Linked DNA regions of Mus musculus: regions 1 and 2 are each linked to region 3. A link is a contact called in public HiChIP or PLAC-seq data. All regions are on one chromosome and are shown on one strand. Each heading gives the region's core, a stretch centred on a gene start, on an enhancer-like site or on the middle of the called end of the contact. The rest is flanking DNA. Distances are from core to core; before and after follow the strand shown. Region 1 holds the start of Siah3 (siah E3 ubiquitin protein ligase family member 3). Region 2 overlaps Siah3 (siah E3 ubiquitin protein ligase family member 3). Region 3 overlaps Lcp1 (lymphocyte cytosolic protein 1).

Evidence for each region. HiChIP or PLAC-seq counts read pairs in DNA pulled down with a chosen protein or histone mark.
Region 1: an H3K4me3 HiChIP or PLAC-seq map of embryonic forebrain shows a contact between it and region 3, with 3 times the contacts expected there. The contact joins the promoter of Siah3 here to the enhancer-like site in region 3. A contact is called at or near these places in 5 of 39 promoter capture datasets (cranial neural crest, embryonic stem cells, frontonasal cranial neural crest and 1 more), 3 of 484 Hi-C or Micro-C datasets (nephron progenitors and neural progenitor cells) and 5 of 115 datasets of contacts at active chromatin or transcription factors (SST interneurons, VIP interneurons, embryonic basal ganglia and 2 more).
Region 2: a contact with region 3 is called in an H3K4me3 HiChIP or PLAC-seq map of embryonic basal ganglia, with 2.4 times the contacts expected there. The contact joins two enhancer-like sites. A contact is called at or near these places in 3 of 39 promoter capture datasets (liver and stem cell-derived epiblast-like cells) and 2 of 115 datasets of contacts at active chromatin or transcription factors (embryonic basal ganglia and embryonic forebrain).

What each region holds. Positions count from the first base shown.
Region 1 is chr14:75,454,620-75,457,676 of GRCm38.p6, reverse strand. It overlaps Siah3 (siah E3 ubiquitin protein ligase family member 3), which reads right to left and starts at 1,695. Exons shown (of 2, transcript NM_001128093.1): 1 at 1,487-1,695. The coding sequence starts at 1,621. Gm41212 (a long non-coding RNA gene) reads left to right here. Exons shown (of 2, transcript XR_874827.2): 1 at 1-1,085.
Region 2 is chr14:75,471,996-75,474,932 of GRCm38.p6, reverse strand. All of the region lies in intron 1 of Siah3 (siah E3 ubiquitin protein ligase family member 3), which reads right to left. Among named protein-coding and RNA genes, the nearest start is that of Gm41212, 15 kb to the right of the region's middle. Within about 2 kb of position 1,527, at least 49 of the 459 cell types and tissues checked have an H3K27ac peak or open chromatin away from gene starts, as enhancers often do. A contact at or near this core is called in embryonic basal ganglia and embryonic forebrain, where this site is marked.
Region 3 is chr14:75,218,389-75,221,673 of GRCm38.p6, reverse strand. The region is part of intron 14 of Lcp1 (lymphocyte cytosolic protein 1); the gene reads right to left. Among named protein-coding and RNA genes, the nearest start is that of Cpb2, 22 kb to the left of the region's middle. Within about 2 kb of position 1,998, at least 18 of the 459 cell types and tissues checked have an H3K27ac peak or open chromatin away from gene starts, as enhancers often do. A contact at or near this core is called in VIP interneurons, embryonic basal ganglia and embryonic forebrain, where this site is marked.

The DNA of each region.
Region 1 (3,057 bases), core at 446-2,945, 240 kb before region 3:
CACATGAATGCTTTGGCGAGATTTGTCACAGAAAGCCAGTTGGGGTCTCAGTGGAGTCCACACCCCCTCCATCACGTTGCCCCTGGAATATGACCTCAGAGGCTCCAGACAGCTGTCAGTTTAAAGACTTCCAGGAATGGAGGTGGGGAACGCTTATAAACACAGGTCTGCAGCAAGAGGATTAAGGACCATGCATCTGATCATGAGAGTTTATTGTACAACATCGACATCGCACCCACCACAAGCATCGCTCAACACTGCTGGACCACAGTGGTCAGAATCACAGCTTCGGTCTCCAGGAGACAGTCCCACACTCAGTTGCAGACACAGCCCCTCCCCCTGTCCCTCAGTCTCCCAGTACAGTGAAGGTAGGCAAGCAAGCGGCAATCTAATCTAGAGTCCTGCGTTTTAGTTGATTTTCAGACCATTCCACCTCCAGGGAGTTCAGTTGCGCTGTCCCAGCATGCCCTTTCCCCACTCCCCACCTCCCCGGCATCCCTAGGCAGTGTCTCTTCATTAATTTCCTCATCTGCACCCTGACATGGAGAGGTCCTTCTGGCCCTGCATTTTGGCTTAGAACATTGACGTGAAGGGATGAACACGGTGAAAGCAGCACCGAGCGAGCAGGTGAGGCAGCCACTGGCAGGCAGCTCAGCAGCCAGCCGCCTGCAGGCTCCAGGCAGCCGCTGCAGCTCCTAGCTGGTTTCATTATTACACAATTGAAGCGAAGCCCTCCTCTGACTGCTCTCAGAGGAGGCTCACATCTCCTTGGCAGGAGGGAAAGGAGCTAAACTCCTCCCAGCAACTCAGACAGACAGACAGACAGACACAGACAGACAGTCTCTCTCTCTCTCTCTCTCTCTCTCTCTCTCTCTCTCTCTCTCTCTCACACACACACACACACACACACACACACACACACACACACACACACTTTGACACAGTTTGAGGACAAGGGCTAACTCTTGCAGAAACGGCCCCTTGCCAACTCCCGGGTCCTGTATCAGAGCTCCCCAGTCCTGAAGCTACTTCTGCACAGCCAAATCCTTGCATTGCACTGACCGGCGGGACAGACAGCAATTTGGGTAACTTTTCAGATTTTTTTTGTTCTCCTCGGCACTGGCCCACAAATGCTTGGGAGGGAGGTAAGGACACCTCTACCCTTCTCTTCCCTTCACCCTCCCTTTTGCCCCTCCCCCTGCCCCCTCTGCCCCTCCACCCCCGACTCCCCTGACTCCCCTCGGAGGACCGTGTGAGGAAGACACTATATGCCTGCTCTTCTGGTTGCTTGCCAGTCCAGAAAACACCACACAGTCACAGTAACAGCACCAAGCTATCCAGAGAGCGAGCATGAGGCAAGCATCCCCTGAGACCCCGGGATCCTAGCACCAGCAAACTGCCTGCATGAGCTCCCTGATAGAAGTCTCCTGAGAAAAGGCTAGAGCCCCCGCGGAGATGGCAGAAAGCACGAGAGGAAGCGACTCACCTTTAGGTTGTGCGTGGGGTTGACCACACAGACAAGTTGCCCAGCAGCAGAGAAAACCCGTTTAGCCTTGTAGTGCTGAAACCGGAGGTGAATGAGATCCAACACAGCCCCAAAGCACTGTGTAAAGAAAAGCATCACAACTTTTGGGGGGTTGTTGACACAGGAAGGCAGCGGAGGAAGCTGTAAGTCCTTGGGCTCTGAATGGAGCACAGCCTCGGAGACTCTCCGTTCCAGCCCGGCTTAGCGCGCCTTCATATTCATCATCAAAATAAGACGGTTAGAATCTTGCAGCAGCGAGGCAGCCAATCAAAAGGACAGAAATGTTATCCTTGAGGTTCAGAGACAGCCAATAACAAATACCTCCCCTACTGAAACTCCCTGATGAATTGAGCCTGGCGGAGAATGTATTATTGAACATTACCATAGATCAGCACACTGCATTTATCTTGTGATTACAGCCAACCATACATAATGCTGGGGAGATAGGCTGACAAAATTGATTGCTTAATGTGTCTCCATTTATTAATTGACTTAATTTAACATGAGAGCCTTTCTTAGTGCCCTGAACAAAACCCCCATCCAAAAAAGGAAAAAAATATAAAACATTTCCACCTCCAAACAGGAAAGCTTTGTGCTCCAACAGGCAGATGGGGTCGTCAGCTTGTGGCTCTACTCACGGAGCTGCCTGGAGAAAATCAAATACTACAAGATACTGATTCAAGATAAGAATTTGGCAGCCGCAGAAATGTGTATCTTTCAGTCTTATGCTCTGACTCTCTGCAATTTGGACTGTAGCCTCTTGATAAATCTAAACTCACTGTTCTTTAAGAAAAAAAGAATCCGACAGATGAATTTGGAATTGAGGAGGGACATGCATATAGTATATATATTTCAAAATACAGTAATCACTGAACTCTCTTTTATTAAAGCATAAAGATGCACAGAGCACGCTTCTAAAAATAATGAAATCCCTGATGCACGAACACACACACATAGAAAAACCTACAGGGGGAAGAAAGTGGATTGTACATCAGCAGAATAATTACAGATGCAGAGAACCTAGGCTTGTCACTCATTTGCATATTTGTGGGCAGCAAATTGCTAATTAACCAGTAGATTGTTGGAGACATTAAAATAGAGATTAGGAATACACACAGCACAACACTTGTTTGTCTGAATGCCAGCAGCAGCAGCAGCAGCAACAGCAGCAGCGCAGATAGGCAGAGACCAGTCTAGTCAGTAGCTGCCACAGAGCACTGCCAACCCCGTGCCGGGGCAGGCTCTGAGGCCACCCACAGGGTCCTGAAGGACAGCTCCTAAAGGCTTTGGGCTTGCAGGGAATAAGTTCCATGGTTTATTTAGTCTCTGCCACGAAAGCCCAAGAACTGGGAATAGTGAGTTTTAGTTCTTTGGCTGCTTCTACACTGAGTGGTCAGATAGACTGAGCTGAAGCCATTGGTATGAGGCTGTGGCTCCTTCCTGGACCCTCACACACGTCTCCAGGATATCTACAAACACAGTCAAGCAGCACAAAATTGTAAACTTGCTTGAAGCATCGTGAGACTAAAACA
Region 2 (2,937 bases), core at 278-2,777, 250 kb before region 3:
TGGTGCCACTCCCTGGTCCAAGGATATACAAACCATCACAGCTATCCTGTGGACCAAGATTCAAACACTGACCCTCCAAGAACATTTCATAGCCAAAGTGCCATAGCTGGAAGAGAGGTGAAGAACCCAGGAGTTTCCTATTAGATAACTGTTACAGGGACCAACTTCCAAGGACACTTTCAACCTCCCATCATAGCTCTATTCCTCATAACAGAATATGCTGCTCTGTTGTCTTCGCCCCACCTCTCCTCCATCCTGTGATCTGCAGTACTTTTAGTTCCCTGGAGCGAGGCAAAACCTAAGTTCAGTCTTCTCAGGCTCCCTTACAACAGCGGCCAAGTCTCTTCCCGGGCTCTTATGATCCAGCTGGCCCAAGCAAACCATCCCAGGTCTGTCTCTGTCTCTCTGTCTCTCTCTCTTTTTCTGTCTCCGTGTCTCTGTCTCTCTCTCTTCATTTCTCTCTCTCTTTCTCTCTCTTTCTCCCTCTCTGTTCATCTCCCTCTCTTTCTCCATCTGCCTCTCTCTCTCTCTCTCTCTCTCTCTCTCTCTCTCTCTCTCTCTCTCTCGATTGTCTCTGAAACAGAGCCTGTGACTGAAACTGCTCACTAATCTCCTAGGCTAACAGGCCATCAAGCTCTGCACCCCAACCCCTGCTTGAGTGTGTGTGTGTGTGTGTGTGTGTGTGTGTGTGTGTGTGTGTGTCTGATTCCTGCCTCCCAGTGCTGGAACTACAGGTGCACGATGCTGCACATGACCTTTTATGGCAACGCCAGTGGCTGAACTCGGGTCCTCAAGCGAGCCCAGCAAGCGCTGTACCCACTGAACCACCTCCTGAGCCCAGAGCGGGTCTCTTTTTTGATTCTGAATCTTTGCCTGCTGCTCCAATTATTCACACAGCTCAGCGTTCTAGAAGAAGCTACAGAAAAACACGAGCAGGTTGGTCAGAGTCCTGTTTGGAACGAATGAAGGCAAATAAGAGGACCAGAAATGGGTGATGTATGAATTCCTATCTCGCTTCCCATACTGACTAGTGATCCTGATTGCTGAGCAGTGGGCCAGACAGAGTCTCTTTTGCTACTACAACCCACCACAGGGGTTGGCAAAGTGAGTGCTGCCATCCCATCCGGCTGGATTTTGCAGACAGGAAGGTGACTGGTGAAGGTCAGGGCTTAGGAGAGCAGGGAGGGTCTGACTCCAGGCCCTGAGTGGGCTCCTCTCCCAGCAAGCAGATGACTCATTTGGGCCTTGTTGGCTTAGAGCTGCCCAGGGCCTCTGGTAAGAAACTCAGCCAGGCTTGCAACAATCAATCAAGAGTTTTCCTGAGGCAGCTGCATGAGCTGTTCATAGTCTTCCCAAGCTGTTCTTCCAAAAACAAAAAAAACAAAACCCACAAAAAACAAAACAAAACAAAACAAAACAAAAACCCGCTTTCTCACTTTTTTGACCAATCAGTGTTTAGGTCAACCATCCCCCACCTCCCACAAAAACTAGTCTCTGGTCCTGTCCCACTCAGCCTGGCAAAGCTCATTTGCCTCATGCTATTCAAATTGGAAACCTTTCAGTTCTCATTAGTTTGGGCTGCCGCAGTCATTACTACCTAAACAATTAATCCCTGAATGCCAATGTCTTACTAGAATTATCCTGGACTCACAGCTTATTTTCTTAGCAATGAGGCTGAAGCAATTATTCCAGGCTTTTGTCAGCAAACCTGCTGTGCTTGGCACTTTGCTGGGGTTCATCATTGCTGGCTTCTCTGCTCTGTGTAAACTGTGAAGGCTGACGTCAGCGGCCAGAAGCAGCTTTACTGTTCATCCACCCCTGGCCTTGAACTTACCACTCGCCACCCTGTCTTCACTTCAGCGCACGCTCCAGGAGACAAGCTCACCTTGAGCTGCCAATGTGTAATCGCCAAAATAAATTAAAGACTACCCAATACCTTCCCCCTTCAAAAGGACTTTCCAAACTGTACTAGCAGGCCAAGTACAGAACCAGATTTTTAAAAAGCTGGCTCACTAAACAAATATAGAAACATAGTTTTAACGGTCAAAAACAAGATTAACAATTCCCCTGCCCCGTCTCACACTAAGAGCCACAAGGACAGACAAAATGAGAGTCACCCTATACAAACCAACCAGTGTCTAAAAAGGTTACTGGCTACACCAATTAAAATAAGCCAAACTACCTTGGTGCCTATATCCGGCCCTCACAAAGGTATAAAAACTGTGTTCTTTCTTTGTTCTGGGTCTCTCTTGGTCCCCCAACATGTTGGGTAAGTAAAAACCTCATGCATTTTGCAATGATGGCAGTCTCTGTGGTCTTTGTGAGTGAGGGTCTTTTGACAAGCTACAACAATATCTTAATTACCTGCTCAGGTGATTTTTACCCTTCTTTTTGGGAGGGGGCAAAGGTAGGGTCATCTAAGGCTGACGTTGAGTTTATGATTCTCCTGCCTCCACCTCCAATGTACTGCAATTACAGGTCTCTATATAAGACCCCATTTTATTTTTTGTGGTGCTGGGAATTGAACCCAGGGATTTGCACATAGTAGGCAAGTGCTCTACCTGCTGAGGCACATCCCAAGTCCCTCAACGACCTGCTCATATCTGCCACCTCTTGTCTTCTTGTAGCCACTAGCTTCTGTTTATTAATATTTATTCCATTTGTTAAGAACCCTGCACTAGTCATTTTGTTTACACTACAGCCCTAGGCTATGGGCCCTTGGGAGATTCATCATCTGATAAGGACACAGTCACAGGAATGAAAGCACAGAGCAAAGCCTGAGCACAGAGCTTTGAGAATCTCCTGGGACCCCAGACGAAGCAGCGTCTGATTCTCCCCTGGAACAGGGTGACCAGAAAAGCCTTTGCTGAAGAAGGAGGCAGAACTGGTTCTCGGAAAGTCCAGTGTTGGTAGCTAATTTCTGCCTCTGGCCCTGCC
Region 3 (3,285 bases), core at 749-3,248:
ATCACCTTCACTGAACTGGCAATCAGCTCCCCGCTGCAGTGCATTGCATTCTTCCCCCACACCACACCACTGACTCCTTTGAGAGCACAGTTGAGGTCATGTCAGCACAGTGACTCAGGTCAACCTTCCCAGTACGGCACACAAAGCCCTTCACACTTTGGCTCACTGTCTCCTAGGACGTTCTCAATTTCCTCTTCCTCCCTCATCCTCAGCACACACGAATATATGCTTCAACTAAACAGAACCAGTAGCAGCTTTCCCACCACACTATCCACACCGTGCATCCTCTTGCTTTACCATTTATCTATGCTTGCTGGTTCATAGGTCCAATCTCCGAGATATTTCCAGTCCAACTCAAGCATCTCTTTCCCAAACCATGCTGTGCATTAATTATTAAGCTTGATTCAAGCCTGTTTCTTAAAATTTTTGACCGAGACAGCATCTACCACGTTCCCATGGAGACAGGTCTGTGTCTACTTATGATGTTTTCAAGGAATAAGCAGGGTCCCTAGTGCATGCTGGGCATCTAGTAAATAAAACCATAGATTGGTGAGTAAAATATGTAAAACAAATGCAAGAAGAGGAATGAGATGCTTGTTTGTACTAAAAAAGAAAAATAAATTAAAAATGGGACCGACATGATAGGAAATAACGAGCACTCAGGATTTAAGTCTAAGGTGTACTTAAAAAATACTCCTAGTTTGAAAAAGATCCTGTCTTTTGTAGGTTCATAAACATGGTGTGTTATAGCATAATTAGCCTTCTAATTTTTGATAGCTAGCATATGTATTGATTTGTTTGCATTTGAGACAATGTTCAAGAGTTTCTTGCCCAGTGAACATTTCAGCAAGGGATGGTTGGTCAGTGATTACCTCATGAAGTCTTTCCTATATGTAACCTGATAGAACAAGCTAAACACAACCTCATGGCCATTTCTGTCACTCCAGATGTGCACCTCCCCTTGTCAGAAACCCAGTTCTGCTCTACTGATCAAATCAAGAAATCAGAAGCTGAGTTCTCTCCCATTCTCTTGACCTTGGGTATTAAAGGCTACAAGGAGAAGCCAACCTCTATGCAAAGATCTGTCCGTTAGAACCCAAACAAAAGAACAGAGATCCTTTTCCTGGGTTGTGGGCACTTTTGAGGTGACTTCTTCTGGTACTCTGGTCTTAAGAACAACCTCTCATGATAGCATAGAGTTCTGATGAGTTATATAACAGTCTCTTGGCCACCTCTAGTGGGGTACAGAAACTTCATGGAATCAGACACAGATTTGTAAGAAAAAGGCAAAGGGAAGAAAGACTAGAACTGGGCTGTAATCTCAGGTAGACAGTGCAGTAAGCAATTGTTCATCCAGGTACAAAAAATACTCCTAGTTTGAAAAAGATCCTGACTTTTGTAGGTTCATAAACATGGTGTGTTATAGCATAATTAGCCTTCTATTTTTTGATAGCTAGCATATGTATTGATTTGTTTGCATTTGAGACAATGTTCAAGAATTTCTTGCCCAGTGAACATTTCAGCAAGGGATGGTTGGTGAAACAGGGGCCCAGAGAGACAGCTCTGTGGACCATAGCACATTTAGTTTCTCCAAATGATCTGGGCTTAGTTTCCAGCAACCACACAAGGTGGTTTACAACCACTTGTACTTCCAGGAACAAGGGATCCAACACCTTCTTCTAGCCTACACTCAGGTGTACACACACACACACACACACACACACACACACACTCACACACTTTTTTTATTATCACACATGTTTAGGGTGACTATGCTATTAGCTGGAACACTACTGATAAGATTTCAATCCTGCTGGTGCTTGCAAAACACACTGCACTGAAAAGACTTTGTCCAAATGAAATAGCACTGTGAGCCCCAGGTCCAGCCAGTTCCTCACTCAACAAAGGAGGAGCGATGGGGCGTGGCTATGTGAGGCCAGGGAAGTCGTGCTATCCCTTACTTGCTCTCCCGCCTTCCCACACCCAACACTCATTTTAGTTATTTAACATTTGATAAGAGGGACCATGTGTGGTTTTTGTTTGTTGGGGACCTAGTCCAAAGTCCCCGTCCATAGCCTGTGTGGCTGTAGGTGATATTGTCACTTGCCTGCCTTGGAGTCTGCTCTCCTGCTTCACAGTACCATTGCCATCTCCTGGCAGAGTGCTTGGTGGAAGCTTTGGTCTCCTAATTTATACATTACTTGCCAGCTGTCCAAGCTTAGAATGATTTCCATGCTATGGGAGGGGGAATGGGAGGCTTAGGCAAAATGACAAGCCATTTATTGTCCTGATGAATGACCAAATTAGCATATCTGTGCAATCCAAGTGAAATAAATTCTACCTAGAACTGGATGCAAATTGAATAGATCTGTTACTGTGTGGCAGGCAGAGAAAAAGAAAAAGAAAAAAAAAGAAAAGAAAAGAAAACAAAGCAAAAACAAATCCCTGCTGGCCCCATTTACATAATCACCAGGCATTTTCCCTCCTTCAGTAGGAATGCATTTCTCTGTCTACCTCCTTGTATGCAGAAATCTTCTGTAATAAACACTTGTGAGGACTGTCACTGATCATCTGGGGGAAGTCAGCTGCAGTAGCAGACAGACCTTACCTTGTATATTATCTCAGCCCTATAGGAAGGCCTGGGGCCATGTGTGGTTGAAACTTCTGAGGTGAGCATAGAGAATAGTTTCACAACCTGGAGCACCGCTTGGTCTGGGCTATGAACAAACCCCACTCCTAATAACGCAATTGGCAGTCTGAGACCCTTACCTGTACATAACACACACACACACACACACACACACACACACACACACACACACACCTCCCCAAACAACATGGCTAGCAATCTGTTGGTAATCCAGGACCCTGCCTAATCCTGAGCTTCATGTACAGCCATCTCTGAACAGTGGAATGAGCTTTTTCTTCCCTTGATGGTTAAACACAGACAAACCCTTTCAGTCATGCTCCATTATGTCCCGGTAAGACAATCTGGCCTAGATTGGATCTGGGTACACGGGCAATAAGACAAACTGTCCTCAAGAGAACTTCCAGAGAGAATCTCCTATTTGCCTTGCCACATCAGTGCATGGTTGAGAATGCTAAGATTAAGATAAAGATGTATATGGAAAGGGGCATGTGTAGTAACAATCAATAAACAAACACACACTTTATGTAACTTAAACCTGTCAATCAAAATAAAGAACTACTCAAACTATGGCCCTACTAAGAAAGCTCCTCCCCCTGTGTCTTCAAAACGAAGCCCCGAATAATAATCAGGCCCCC